Linked DNA regions of Pungitius pungitius: region 2 is linked to region 1. The links are chromatin contacts, called in public Hi-C maps. All regions are on one chromosome and are shown on one strand. The core of a region is the stretch at or near the end of the contact, and the rest is flanking DNA. Distances in the headings are between cores, read along the strand shown. Region 1 holds the start of LOC119198715 (cyclic nucleotide-gated cation channel beta-3). Region 2 holds the start of LOC119198743 (myosin-7-like).

What was found. A called contact is a pair of places that touch in the nucleus more often than the background predicts.
Region 2: a Hi-C map of muscle shows a contact between it and region 1, with 3 times the contacts expected there. The contact joins the promoter of LOC119198743 here to the promoter of LOC119198715 in region 1. A contact is called at or near these places in 2 of 2 Hi-C or Micro-C datasets (both in muscle).

The regions. Positions count from the first base shown.
Region 1 is chr19:13,911,548-13,916,438 of fPunPun2.1, reverse strand. It overlaps LOC119198715 (cyclic nucleotide-gated cation channel beta-3), which reads left to right and starts at 2,956. Exons shown (of 14, transcript XM_037456165.2): 1 at 2,956-3,136; 2 at 3,218-3,741; 3 at 3,831-3,881; 4 at 3,956-4,042; 5 at 4,122-4,186; 6 at 4,324-4,446; 7 at 4,584-4,725; 8 at 4,888-4,891. The coding sequence starts at 2,956.
Region 2 is chr19:14,250,445-14,255,293 of fPunPun2.1, reverse strand. LOC119198743 (myosin-7-like) reads right to left here and starts at 1,642. Exons shown (of 38, transcript XM_037456217.2): 1 at 1,596-1,642; 2 at 1,284-1,495; 3 at 1,051-1,194; 4 at 795-951; 5 at 665-692; 6 at 455-560; 7 at 272-364; 8 at 1-55. The coding sequence starts at 1,487.

The DNA of each region.
Region 1 (4,891 bases), core at 1,707-4,206:
GGACTGGATCATAAAGAGAGTTAGGAATATGTTGTCTCTCTCTGCCACAAAGGCCCCCGCTTTCAAATCATTATCTCAAACTTTCTGCTGTAATTTGTCAAAACAAAAGTCAAAGAATATTGCTGAGCTCCAAGAGGCGGCAATCAAGCAAATGTGTGCACTTGTAAGGCTGAGATATTGATCAGGAATAGAATCAGAGAGGTGCACAGATTATTGTCTGTTCAAACCTCACTGTCCCTACTTTTTGAGTTCTATGACATAAAGTGAATACATGCTATTTGAGGAAAGTGTTGATTTCAGTTTAGACAGTCTTGTGCTCACGGGGTATTTCATAAATTGAGTCGCCTTTCAGTGGTTTAAAGGTAGAACTTAACCCCTAAAATAACTTGTTTTTCCAAGCATGTCTGAAATTTAACCATTTTCTTCTTTTTTTTCCAATTTCTTACTGATTTAAATGCTGTCACTCTTAACGCTTTAGTAATCACAAGAGACGAAATTGATGAAACAAAGTAACGGGGAAACAAAGTCAAACAAAACAAATCGGAAAATTAGAAAAAATGTTAGGCTTTATAAAATAACCCCACAAAAACTTGATCTGAAATGTGATTTTGATTTCTTTTCCCAGAGTCAACTTCTGCAGCAGGACCCCCAGCAGCAGGAGCTCCACCAGCAGCAACTCCTCCAGCAGGACCCCCAGCAGCAGGAGCTCCACCAGCAGCAACTCCTCCAGCAGGACCCCCAGCAGCAGGAGCTCCACCAGCAGCAGGAGCACCACCAGCAGGACCCCCAGCAGCAGCTCCTCCAGCAGGACCACCAGCAGCAGCTCCTCCAGCAGCTCCAACTAACCCAGATCAAGCTGGACTTGAGGGGTAAGACCTGCACCCTTGGTGGTTTCTGCAGTCAGTTGTTTCAGCAGAAACTCTGAACACACCTTCGTCTGCGTTTTTCCTACCTGATTGGACATTTTGATAGCAGGGGAGATGCACCGTCAGTACAGCAGAAGCAATTAAAGAGAGTATGTGTAGTGTTTTTATCGCCAGAGGAACTCCACTTTAGCTTACCAAAACACACGTCTGCCAAGACACCGACACCACGAACCAGTATCAAAATAATCACCCTCACTAATTAATCACATTCCCCGTAGAGAGCGCAGATAGGAAGAGAGACAAAGCCTTCAGAAGTGAACGTCACATGGCCATATTCATCCCCAGGTGCCACATGCACATTAACGGGGTGACCTGAAAGTGGATTAAAAGCTTTTCAGCTTTACAGGTTTAAGAAGCTCTTCTTCAGGCCAGCTTCTGGCCAAGGATTGAAAGCCATGAAAGCGACACATTTGGCAGATCCTCACAATTGTAAATACACGTTGCATACACTACTTTCCCAAATGATGAGACATGTTCTAAATGTTTCATTGCTGGATGATAAAGGACGGGCGGCAGAGTGAGGAGGAGCTTGATTTGGGAAGTCGTTTAGATTTGGGAACGTTATTTGGGGTTAATGCCAGAGTCAGACCTTTTATTTTGAAAACAGGATTTGAATCTGCAAATAGTGGTCTTGGAATAGAAAAAAAGGGAAAGTTTATTATGATGAAAATAAATGAATAAAGGTGAACATTTAGATACATGTGTCTAAACTCTAAGGTCTTCTGTAATTTTAAGCACAGCCGACAAGGTGTTTAGGTGTGTTTCTCCTCTCACCATATACAATGAAGGTATTTCTTATTTAACTTACCAAAGAACCATTTAGAGTCACACAGTTGCAGCTAAATCTAACTGTCTAACGGCTTACAGTTTTTTGCATGGTCATTTTGCAGAGCTGTTTCCCTGACTAATGCAACTCATGTGTAGCACTCAACTGTGGAGGACTGTAGTCCAAATCGGCATATTGCTGTCACGGTTTGGGTCCTCTTCCTGTCTTATTTTGTAGTTTTCTTGTGTCTCGTGTCTCTGGGTGAGCTTCACTTCCTGTCCTGACATGTGATTGCCTGATTGCTTCCACCTGTGTCCAATCACCTGCACCTCCCTTGTGTATTTAAGCCCCGTGTGCCTGTTGTCCTTTGTCGCGTCATTGTCTTAGTCAGTCATCGTTGGTGCACGTCCTTTGTTTTTGAGATTGGTGAATAAAGAGCACCTTTTGGATATCTGGTAACTCCTGCGTTTGAGTCCTGCCTCCTTCCGCCTGCAACCTGCTCCAGCACCCACACCTGACAATTGCAGCTGTGAAATAGTTCATCCTACACTTTGTAAAGGAAGTGGGTTCATCAGTGTGCCTTTCTGCTTTTCTTGTTGTAAACCGTCATGAGAAAAGGTTTTTGGTACTATTTGATGAAAGTGTTGAACATATATTCGGGTCTTGGTGTTTTCTTAGCAATGACTTGACATAAATACATCTGACTCCCCCATGTCAGCTAGATGTAATGTTGGATCCTGTCCGCTAGGTGGCGACACATGAGCACAGATATCCTCTTCATCGATGGGAGGGCCGGCTGTTTGGGGCTGAAAAGTGCTTTTCTAAAACATTTAATTTACTAAAACGGGTGCTGTTGTACAAACAGACATTAAAAATTACAAGTCAAGGTCTGTTTCCTTAGATTTTGTGAGTCATGTTTAGAAGATGTATGTTGAAACTATTTTCTCCCAATTGACATATCCTGAAAAAGTTTATGCTACAATCTACATTTAAGGTGACCTTAAAAGACAAGAGGGTGAAAAGTTAAAACGCCTTGTTTTGTCTTGACTACATTCACATCTGGCTGGTTGATGCAACACACGGTTTGAAGGGGGTTTCCTGTACAAGGCCAACTGTCTATAAAACTTTAAGAAAATATTGATTACAGCCACTAATTGTATTACTCTAGAACGAATACAAATATTGTTCTGTCCCCCTCATCACACAACAAACAGGCCAATTTACGCTCTTCCATTATTCTTAAATCAAAAAAATAAAAGTGTGATGTTATTTTCCATCTTTAGACAAGAGTCGGCCCCTCCTGCACCTGCCCCCATCGTCATCAATAAGTATGCAGACGAGCAGCTCAGATTCATAGCCAAGCGCATGAAAGAGAGGCTGAATCTCTACAAGGAGAAAGTGGCCGATCAATACGCTTCATCCCCAGAGATCAGCCCTCCCGTCAGTGAGTACCACAAAATGATATCAAATATTTAATATTGCATAGTATCTTTAAGCACACTAAGTCTTCATATTGTCCTTTCAGCACCATTGCTGCGCAAAGACATCTACGCAAAAGTCATAGAGGAGAGGAACAAGCAAGCGGAGGAGGAGCGCATAAGGAAAGAAGAGGCGGACCAGAAGAAGAAAGGGGAGCAGGAGAAGAAAAAGAAGGAGGCCGAGCAGAAGAAGAAAGAGGAGGAGGAGAAAAAGAAAGCAGAGGCCCCAGATGAGAAAAAAGAGAAGAAGCCGTTGATGTCGAAGTTCAAAGACGGCGTCTGGCTCTCGGTGGACACGGTGCTGAAACCGCTGGAGACCTTCGTGGACCCGGTGCTGGGGAACACCATCGACCCTTTCACAGACCGCCGCTACATCGCCTGGTTGAGCGTGGTGACGTTGGCCTTTAACTACAACACCTGGTTCATCACAGCCCGACTGTGTTTCCCGTACCACGGCGAGAGCAGCATCCCGCTCTGGTTCGTCCTGGACACGCTGGCCGACCTCATCTACCTCACAGACTCCATCTTCTTCCAGGCCCGCAAACAGTACGTCAAAGCCGGAGACATCATAGTAAGTGTGACGTAGTGGAGCCCATGTAGCCTGATGATGAGAGGGATTTAAGACATGACAATGTGACGGTGTTCATCTTCATCTTTCAGAAAGATAGAGCGGTGACCAAGAAGAACTACAGAAACACAGACAGATTCTTGGTACTGTAGCTTGGGTTCTGGGTCTTAGAACCAGCTTGCGTCAGTGACCTCACACATCTGTCTCTCATCAACAGCTGGACGTGATGTCTGTCCTGCCGTTTGACTTGCTGTACATGCGGTATGGATTCAAGTCCATTTTCAGAATAAATCGCTTGCTGAAGGTGAATTTGATCAGTCAGTCGAGTAGAGACTCAGTTTGCTGGGGTAGCCTGGGCTGACGGTGTCATTCGTCTTCTCAAGGTGGACACCTTTTTTGAGTTCAGCGACCGTCTAGAGAGCATCATGGCCAAGGCGTACATCTGGAGGTAAGTCTGGATATTTTGTTTTACTCGTATATAAATACATCATTAAAAAACAATATCCGAAAAGCGCAGGGTGGATGAGGGTCTCACCTTTTACAACATTACTCTGATTGAAGAGTAAGTCTGTACTTTTCTATTAGAGTGATTCGGACCATCGGGTATCTTCTCTTCATGCTCCACCTCAACGCCTGCTTCTACTATGTGGCTTCAGACTACCAGGGCATCGGCAAAACTAAATGGGTCTACTCCGGTCTGGGCAGTGCGTAAGTGCAGAAACTTTTATATATATATATATACGTATATATATGTATATGTGTGTATTGCCAATGATGCTAGTTTGACCCATTGGGTAAAATAAACCATTAAAATGGGTCCTTTTGTCCTCCCCCCTCTCCCACAGGTACCTGCGCTGTTACTACTATGCTGTCCGCAGTCTGATCAACATCGGGGGTCTCAACGAACCTCATACCGTCTTTGAGATTACCTTCCAGATGACCAACTTCTTCACGGGCGTCTTTGTGTTCTCCAGTTTGATTGGACAGGTGACACAGAGACACACTGTCTCTCCACAGAGTCAAAAACAACTGTGCTAATTGCTACATTTCAACCACAGAAAGGTTGTAAACGGCAGTGCTGCTAGTTGTCTGTCCGAACCAATGTTTTCCTCCGTTGATGTTGATATTGTCACCTTCGTTTGGCCTCAGATGA
Region 2 (4,849 bases), core at 393-2,892, 340 kb before region 1:
TATCAGCAGAAGCCAACTTCCCACTGACACCAAAGTGGATTCGAATGAATTTGCCCTTTGAGAAAGTAAGCAAAAGACAATTTTATTCTATCAATACAAAGAGGGTGAAGTGACAGATTTGGATTGAGTGCCCTAAAATCCACCCATTTCATCCACAAATGGGAAGAGCGGTGATCTGTGTTGAGTAGCTGCTAGTAAATTTGGATTTGGGGAAGGTGATGGGGGCGGTAACACTTCCTTATTTAAAGAATGGAGTAATAAAGAAACTCACAAATCTAGAGGAATTGTCGTTTCTGATGGTCTTGGCATTTCCAAAGGCCTCCAGAGCAGGATTGGCCTGGATGATTTGATCCTCCAAGGTACCCTGTGTATTTAATAAATGCCACAAAACTTAACGTTGTGGGATTCTGTGAAAGCATCTTAATATATATATATATATAATAATCAAACCAACCTTTTTCTCCTGAGCGGCATCCTTCTTACCAGAAACCGCCGCAATGCTGGCAAAGTACTGGATGACTCTCTTGGTGTTCACCGTTTTTCCGGCACCAGATTCTCCGCTGCGTGTGAAAACAAACATGAACTGCGCACGTCAAAAGGGACAAAAAACTAAAATGGGATCCTCGGGTTTGGAACCAGATGAGACTTTATGAAAAAAACGTACGTGATGAGGACGGACTGGTTTTCTCTATCTGCAAGAATTAAGACCACGTTTTGGTTATCTTTAAATGTTGGGATATAGAGATCACAAAGCGCTACGCCGGAGGTGGGCGTTTCTAAAGCGCTGAACGTACCTGAGAGCATGTACTGGTAGGCGTTGTCAGAGATGGAGTAGATGTGCGGAGGAGCCTCGCTCCTCTTCTTTCCCCTGTAGGCGTTGACCACCGCCTGGTCGTACACCGGCAGAGACTTGTAAGGGTTCACAGTCACGCAGAACAGCCCTGAGTAGGTCTGTGGACAACAACACGTAAGAACCACGCCGTTCATTTGGAAGAAAGATTTAGTGCAGGTTTGGGGAGAAAAAAACTCTGAAACGGGTTGGTCACATACGTAGATCATCCATGCTGCATATCGCTCTTTGAGGTTAAACAGCACAGCTGGTTCGTGGAGGAAGGTGAACATCGCCATGTCCTCAATTTTATCAAACTTTGGCGGGTTCTGAGGGTGGACATCCACCTCCTTATGGACGGTAGTCTGAAAATGTTGACCATGGAGAATATCTCAATTAGAATTTACTGTTAGAAGTTACTGTGTCCAAAGTGTTTCAACCAAAACACAATTACTTTTCCAAACTCGGTTTCCACGGTGGCTTTGTCCCCTTCTCTGGAGATGACTCTGCCTTTAACGTACTCCACCTCAGGGTCGGGCACGAAACACTCCCTCTTAATGTCGAAGACTCGGGTCTGGGCCTCCAGACGCTCCTTATCTGACTTTCGCAAGAAGGAAGCGGCAGCGCCGAACTCCGCCATCTGGGCGTCGCCTGACATCTTGATAACTGTGAAACAACAATTTGAAAGTTTCTGATTCTCAGTAATAGCAGTTAGCCATGAATTATGATTGTGAAGAGGAGAAGCTGACTGCGTAGACCTATTTACCTGTTTCCTTTTCCTCTCTGCGTGGAAAGGTTTAGTGAATTCTCTCTATAAAAAAATAAAACAAAACGCTCACAGTGTGTTTTCAACATGTGACATAATAGTTAAGTCATGGGTCAAAAATGTATGGATACTTGCCTGCAGGTGCTGTGATCCCGTCCTTGCTCCTCTTTCTGAACCCCTCTTTATATTCATCCCGCAGGCAGAGCTTCGGCACCCGGCCAACCTATGAGGAGAGAGGAAGAAAACAATGGACGCTCATCAAAAAAAAAGACAGATCTTTATATGGAGATAAAAAGGTGTGGACAAAAGCGATCATGTATGCATTGGAACTTCTGAGTTGACCTAAGCATCTATTTTTATTTTGTCCTTCAGGTGACTGAAACATTTTATTTAATTATAGAAGATAGAAAGATAATTCAGTTGATGTCATTTTAGGTGAAATATTTTATGTTTCTCATACATATTACATTTTTTTTAATAACATGAAAATGATTTACATAAAAATGTGAGCATTTTCCTTTATACATTTTGTCTAAACTACAGACATTTTGGTCCGCTGTCACTATAGTATGCACTTCATTAGACTACATTCTCTCTTTCCTGGAGGACAAAGATAAACCTGTGAATCTTTTGACTGGTACTTCTCCTCCTGGACGTCAGCTGACCCTCCTCCATCTAAAATAAAAGACTGGGTATGACAGCTGCCGGCTCTCAGGGGCCATGTGGTGAACGTATACGGACACTTATCACTTCTCTCATGTACATGTTAATGCTAATGCTTCGGAATAACCCTCGCGTTAACAGAGGGGGATCCTTAAATCAGGTGTTTATTGAGCAGACTTCCCGAAGACCTCCTCAAGAAGCACAGAAGCGGTTTGACTTCAACGGCTTCACACGTTCCACCGCGGGCCCTGTGGGTCTGCACGGGTTGACCCCAGCGCACCATTCCTCCGGACATCAAGGGCGCCGGCGAGGCTTTCATTCGCAGCTGCCTCGCGTCCTTCTGTCGGTCAACACCCATGATGAAGCTCCACCAGGCTTCTTATACCGGGCCTTTGTTTCAAGTCTATACGTAGACAGATGGCCACTTGTGGACAGACATGTCATGGGACGTGCTTCTATTGTTCTTGTGTGTGTGTGTGTGTTATACTATGGGTCAACTGTGTTTATTAGAGGTCAATATCTGTTTCAAATTGATTACGAATTTGAAACAAATGATTAGTTCTGAATGATTTGGGCCATCATCCTTATGTGAATGCGTCATTGCTCCAACTCGTTGTCTTGAACACGGGCCACGGGGCACCGGGGGGGGGGCGGGGTGTTTATGGCTTTGTCCTTGAACTCAAAGAACCACATGACACTCACAAAGCCACCACGAATGTCTTTGGCACACCGAGGGAGGGGGGGGATCAAAAGTGTGCAGTGACACGTACGATCAAACTTGTCTCACACCCTCACACTAACTGGCTCTGTCTCACACCCCCCTCCCCACACCAATATGAAACGGCTATTATAAAACTGCATTGCTTCGTTTACTACTGGGACATGAGATTTAGCTGCTGGTAGTGAGCTGGAACCATGAAGGGGTCATTTACTAAAATAAAAGGGTGAAATAAAGACCACGTGGAGGAAAGATGCAGCAGTTTAGTGTGAAAAGCATCCCAAGCAGCTGTTGCTCAACAAGTGGATCAGAGCTCTCTATGTCGGCACTGACGCGCCTCGTTGGCCCCCCGCATTGTTTCCTTCTGAGGACAAAGATAAGCCCGTGAAAGTGTTTTAGGATTCCTGCTATTGCACTCAAGGGAAAACGCTTTGTGTCTTTTAATTCTATCAGGAAAAATGTTCATTGTCGTTCAGTGTTAAAAACAGTGAACAACAAGTCAAACCAGTTTATTTGGTTTATTCGGTTCCGCTGAAGTCAGCTGTCTGGAGTCGTAGCTGCTGTGGAATTCTAGATCTTTTCTAGTTGGACCGAGATCCAAACCTAACCTACAGACTTCTTTTGACAATGCAAACAACATCATGCGCCACCAGAACAAACTCCGTTATCTCTAAGTTAACTGGTGCGGGCGAGCAGAGCGCAGAGGGCACTTCTGCACGGGGCTGTGAAGGATTAACTTCATTAAGTGATTGAATTCTCGAGTGGCCGCAATGATCACAAGGCTCAAACCCGCTATTAGCGCACCAGGCGACGTGCAAAGCCGCCCGCGAGGTGAGAATGGGTCTCAGACGGTCCTCCAAGGCCCCTGCATTGCACGACGAGACCCTTTCAACACGGGACGCTCAACACCTCAAGCCCTGAAACCGGAGGGCTTCTAATTGGCCTCCTCACTGCTCTCCGTCTGCACCTCGCCTCTCAGCTGACGTGACGTGGAGTCGGGCCTTCTGGCACCGTCTTGAGCTCCCGTAGGGACAACGAACACCAAAAGGTATTCATTTTGAATTTCACTTGCTCGTGTAGTAGGTGAAAACAAGGTATTCGCTTCAATCGAGCCAACAAGGTGCTGAGCTCAACGCGCCGGCGCTTAAATGCTTCACTTTAAAGGGTCTCGTTATTAAAGGTCGAGGGGCTGTAGTGCTTTAGGGAAAGTGAAGGCGATAATGTGCTCTTGTATGTCTGGAGAAAGTATGAGGACCTGCACAACCCCCCCCCCTCCCCCCCACCGGCCTCCTGCACTTTGGCTCTCACGGCTCCACACCTCATGTTTAGAGCGACACTAACCTTGAGGGCCAGGTTTTGAAACACAACAATATACATAGACTCCCAGCTGCTCTACAAGCGTCACCACGTCTCTCTGCTGTGTCCGCTGACGAAGACAGACAGCTGGCCGACGGGACGTCCTGTCACATGTCTGCAATCTGATGACGAGCAAGAATAGATCTTCCTTTATGTAACTTATCAGATTTTTTGAAGAATAATACTACCAGAATGCAGGGTAAATATTCAAGTAGGGGAACAGTTAGCAAAAAGGTTTACTTTGATAATGTCATCAGCATAAGCAATATTAATTGCAACAATACTCACACACTAAAAGTACTCATAATTAAGTAAATTTGCATCTGTGTTGCCTCTATTAGATTTCATATCAATGTCACATTTTCACTAAATAGCAGTAAGGTAGTTAAGGTTGAGCAAAGTTGAATGTTTGTATACTGATGTGTGGTTAAATATATTTCATATATCAGGAGAGACTCGGTCCGAATTGACAAACATTTAACATTGAAATTGGGCTCCATTGTAAACCAGGATAATC